Regions from separate parts of the Gasterosteus aculeatus genome. Here region 2 is linked to region 1. Evidence: chromatin contacts called from public Hi-C data. All regions are on one chromosome and are shown on one strand. The core of a region is the stretch at or near the end of the contact, and the rest is flanking DNA. Distances in the headings are between cores, read along the strand shown.

Region 1 (2,700 bases), core at 171-2,670:
TTATTACAACCTTCGTTTAGTTTAAAGTGCAACCGCATTTTTGAGGGTGGCTGCTTTTGACCAAAGCATTGGAACAAAAAAACAAGAATGATTTTCAATAACTGATCAAAGAGAGCCCAAAGTGCTCTTGAAAATGTGAAACTCCCGTCGGCTCAGCTTGGTACAGAGCTTTGGCACGATGGGGGAACCATGACTCACACCCCCATGATCTAAGAAAAGAACCCTGTTTAAAAGCGGATTAATTGATGCGTTCAGACAATGCCTAGATACGGCATAAAAATCACAGCCAAAAGGGAACATGAAGTTCAGGTCATTAGATATAATTAGAGGTTAGAACATCATGCAGTTACGAGGGATGGGAAAAGGCCCTGAGTAAAACACCGGCAATAAATGGCAGCTTTTGTTTTTTACATTGGCAACATTTCACGTATGTACAAATGGGTTTGTATTATTTTGATTGTTGCAGCAAAAAATATTCCGCCGTAGTGTTACCTTCCGTGGGACTTAAAGAGATAGTGTCGTGAGACACGTATATATGTGTACTGCTTGTACTATTGAACGAAGTACAAAAGTACGGTGAAAATACAAAATATACAAACACTATGGTCATTGTGTTTGAAAAACGCACCGTGACTACAACGCTGAGTATATCTTTGATTGAGGAAAACTACATCAAAGCACATTAACTCGACTTAAACTTATAGCAGAAAAAAGAAAATGGCAAAGTGAAATTTAAAATGAAAGTATGTACTGTCAGTACTTTGCTATTCTGGGGAGGGGAGGTAGATGGCAGACGGGACGACAAATAAAAAAAGAAGGATCTTGGAGGACGTGATGGATTCATGTTATTTGAGCAGTTTGCTTTCAGCCTTCTGAAACATAGTTTTCAAAGCAGAACATTCACATGAACTCTGCCTGACTCCTTCACCTGCTCTCTTCTACTCCTTCCCTCTGGTAAACAATCTGAGATCTGTCAAAACAGTGAGGGAAAACGGGAGCTCTGACACACGTACCGCAGCATTTGGGGGGAACACAAATTCGCCGTATCCTCCTCCTAATCACAAAAGCGCTTGTGTTCAAATGAGTATGTCAAAATGATGCGACATTTCCCACATACGGTGTCTCTGTGTGGAATGCTTTTTAGCGCTTATATGACTCGTCCTGCTACAAACCACACACGCAAATGCAAAAATACTAATCACAGAGTGGATCAAACTTCAGCAGGGAGGAGACGTCCTCCTCTTAAGTGTATGAATGGAAACCCACAGCTGCTTTGTATATTAGGAAGACTTACAGGCTTAGCTAAATATATATATGATGGAGGAGGACAAGACAAGTTGTTTGAGGAACAACTCCTGACTGAGAAGCAACACTTCACTGCCCTCTATGTTTAAAAGTTGAAAGTCTGTTTCACCTCAGATGGGTGTGGTGAGAAGTGGGAACTTTTATTCTTGTGAGCACAGCCAACAGGGATTGCACGGTGTAAACGGTCCACTGGAAGTCATCGAGTTCTCCTGTTCAGTTACGTTTTAAACCCTTGCAGATAAACACATACAGCACAACGATGACCCAGACACGGTGAAGTGAATGAGTATGTATCAAATACGGGATCTGTCCTTTGATTTAGTGTCTACCAACATCTATCTTCTACATAGTCAACAGAGATACACAGTAAACTAAGTGAACTAAAAAACACAAACAAACAAGGACATTCTAATAATTGAGTTTGCTTCAGAATCATCACTGTTCCGTAACATGATGCTATCTAAACATGTTAAGAGCTCTAAGAAGCACATTCACACACACACACACACACACACACACACACGCACACACAGGAGTTTGGCCCCTAATGAACAATTATAGATAAGAGGCTGGGCTTTTAGTGCTAATGTAGCCAAGGTAGGGTAATCTGATACCTTTAAGCTGATAACACAGGGTCTATGTGTGTGTGTGTGTGTGTGTGTGTGTGTGTGTGTGTGTGTGTGTGTGTGTGTTTGTGTGCCCAAATGCATGTGTGTGGTCTGATAACAGTCACTGGCTGAAGGACAATCATATCAGAGAGAAACGGTGACTGAATATAAATATCAATTGATAGCAATTAGTTCCCATTGTCTTATACGCATCACTTTCATGCAGCCTAATCCATCCTCCACTTCGGTATTTCTCTTTTGTTGTCTTCTTTGTTATTGGTTTCAAAAGGAGAATGTGTCAACAGAGGTATCTGATGAAGAAAATGAATAAGAGAATAAGGGAGCCCCGAAAGGAAGCTTAGACCTTACAGAACACTCGATGGTGATGGAGACGCAGAGAACAAAGAGGTGGACGGGCGGAGCGATCCTTTCAGGCGCTTTGTGCTCGCTCAGAGAAGAGAAGCAGAGTGAGGCGGGCAGTGTTCTTCCAGCTAATGCAATCAAACGCCATATTGATCTGAGGTGAGCCACAGATGGCTGCTGCTGACCTGAAGTTCATTGCTTCCAAATCAAATGAACGTGATTGAGTTCTGACAGATCGAGAGACGTTGGACGCGGTGTCTGAAACGGGGCTTTGGTTGAACATGGACGTAAACAGGAGTGAACATATTTTGGGGTTCTAACTCTCCTCAAAGCTGTTCAACTCAGTAATGTGGACCACTGTGTAGAATGGGTCCTTCTTGGTCCTTGAGCACAGCCTGTTCTCCCTCATAAATATCCAAACCTA
Region 2 (2,700 bases), core at 139-2,638, 45 kb before region 1:
GTGACTACAGTAGCATGCATCGCGGTTTGAAGTGAGCTCAATTGAAAGGAAGTTCTCTCTGTCTGACTGCTCATCTGGGTAAACTGGCTGCGTGACTTTGTTCTTTCTAAATAACAATCGCCTGTGGTGACTCATTCTGGGGTTAGTAGATCTCGGTTTTGAAAAAAGAAATCTCCTAAATTCCTCATGAAATCTCTGTATTCAGATGCTTCCAAATGTACTGTAGGAAATAAGTAGACCACCAGGGGGAGACAAGCGCTAATTGTACACGGCCGGTGCTCAGAAAGGTATGGGGTTCATCGGGAGGAAGCCCATTTGGATAGAAGGGCAGACTCCTCAGATTGAAATAACATCCCTGGTCACATTGCTCTCAGGGACAGGGAACCTTCCGATCAGAAAATGTACATTTTAAGCTTTGTAAATAAATGAAAGCAAAATGATGTGCCTATTTCAACTCATACAACATATCATAAGAAGTCTCTGCAGTCAGAACTCCAGGGCTTCACATATACCTGCACTGTCCGACTCATGTAACTCAGGACAGCTGACAGCTGGATCATGCGAGGTGTTGCGAGGCTCATGCCACCCTAAAGCAGCTAAGAGCCCCGCTGCTCGGCTGAAAGCAGACGTTTGCAATTCGATTTGATGTAAAGTTTGCAAAGCAACGGCTTTAAAGTGAGCCCCTGAGCCTGCCAAGAAATGTCAAACTGTTTTTCTGTTGTTCCAGAGAGCAGCAGGGGTCACAGGTTAGCAGGTCAGACGGAGAGCGAACATCCCCGTCTCTTCATGCAGCAGCAAAGCTTTGGCTCCTAGCACTGATGCTAAAATCTACCCGCTGAAAAAAAAAGCTTTTGAGGAGCTTTTTTCTACAAACGTGTCAGGTAGCTGCGTCACAGGTGCCGGTGAATGGACGGTGGTTAATCTGTGGGTATTAATAGCGAACAGGTAAGCTGGAGCAGCTACTTATAGATATCCTAGCGAGCTAAAGAGCCACATGCCACAGGGCACAGGGTTCAAACGAGGTTATACACAAGGCAAAGGACAGGGTAAGACACCTGTGTTACCTGCAGCAGCAACGTTAAGTACGAAAAAATAGAAAAAGTACATCCAAGTGCTATGAGGGTTAAACCCCTAAAATACATCAAAAGTGAGCAAAACTCCAAGATGAGCACATCATCTGCTCATCATTCTAGGTGAGACATGTACCCTCAAGCTAGTGAGAGAAAATAAGTTCCCTGTGACTTACTTTGGCCTCTGGAAACCATGAACTCACGCACGGAGGATTGTTGCGTAATAAAAAATCCCGCGATCGCATGTCACAATCGGGCTAACAAAGGTGAAGCTGACAGATTGATGACACACACACACACACACACCGCATGCAGGCAGGCACGCACACACAGGATTAAACACATGACGATTCAGAGCTGGGAAGCAAACTACAGTTCTTTCTTTTGATATGGAGAACAGAAAATACAAGTTCTGCCAGACATGAATACCCCATTACGTCATTGCACACCTGTCCTTAAAATGTGACAGCATCAGTTAGGTCCTCTCAAAGTAGCTCTGATGTCCGGCATAGCAATTACCGTTAGAGCAATAACTAACATCACTGGTGATTACTGTCTTGATTAACAGATGTATCTTTAATGAAGGGTCAGGAAGAAAGGGAAAAATAATTATTTCTTGTTTTGTCTGACAAATGACACAAAACCCACTCAAATTTGGTTTATATAAGTCTTGCATTATTATTCTATCAATATATTTATATAACTATATATATAACTTTGATCAAAACATAAACTAGGGATGATTTAATGACCTTAAGAATTTAACCGATTAAATATGTATTAACCGACTATGTATGTTTTGTATACCATTTTCTCCGGAGCTCATATATATTTACTTTAATACTCCAAGAGGGCGCCCCATTGGACATCATTTTATATTAATTTTAAACTTTTCAAAATTGAAAATTAAAAACATTTTTTTTATTTATTGTCTCTCAGTTTTTGGTGCTACTGTAAACTCATGACTGGCTATGCTGGCGTCTGAAACGCTCACAAACGCTACAGTTCAAATAGGAGACGGCACAATTTATAAATAATATATCTGGAACATGATGTGGTAGCAACTTTTTTTTCAAATATCGGCTAATTTCAGCAAGGATTTATAATCCCACAAACACACAAAGAATCTAAATGTTCTGCATAACAAATGTTCATGAATCAGACTCCCAACACATTTCTGGCAAAGGGTAAAAACATTATAACTGGGTATCTATGTAAAATATCAATATTCAGACGGTGAAAGCAAGGGTGTTGCTCAGTTAAAGTCATCTCCATTCTTCTGCCTCTCCTGCATTCCCTCCATTGCGGCTGATCCTGAAAGATGACAATGTCATTTCTGCTCCATTTATTTCCCATGCGCTGCTCAGCGCTCCAATTCGCTCGTCCTCGCAGACTCCCCGCCCTCATCTCCCATGCTGAGCCAATATTGTGCTTAAATCTCATGCTCCGATTGTCTTGGATGAACCCTGTATGCCACAATTAGATAGACCACGGAATTATAATGGCACCCTGCGTCCCTGCAGATCACCCTTTGAACTGCTGAATGTTTACAGCGGAAGAGACCCAAATATATATTATCCCCCTCGACCCGCCCTCGGACCATTGGAGGATAATGAGCAGCAGGCCGCTC

The links. Hi-C and Micro-C count contacts between places; a contact is called where the count stands out from the background.
Region 2: a contact with region 1 is called in a Hi-C map of whole body, with 5 times the contacts expected there. The contact joins two enhancer-like sites. A contact is called at or near these places in 4 of 6 Hi-C or Micro-C datasets (liver, skeletal muscle, tail fin and 1 more).

What each region holds. Positions count from the first base shown.
Region 1 is chr20:13,826,676-13,829,375 of fGasAcu3.hap1.1, reverse strand. All of the region lies in intron 7 of cobl (cordon-bleu WH2 repeat protein), which reads right to left. Among protein-coding and RNA genes, the nearest start is that of cobl, 18 kb to the right of the region's middle. Within about 2 kb of position 1,420, at least 3 of the 9 cell types and tissues checked have open chromatin away from gene starts, as enhancers often do.
Region 2 is chr20:13,871,264-13,873,963 of fGasAcu3.hap1.1, reverse strand. The region is part of intron 3 of grb10b (growth factor receptor-bound protein 10b); the gene reads right to left. Among protein-coding and RNA genes, the nearest start is that of grb10b, 19 kb to the right of the region's middle. Within about 2 kb of position 1,388, at least 4 of the 9 cell types and tissues checked have open chromatin away from gene starts, as enhancers often do.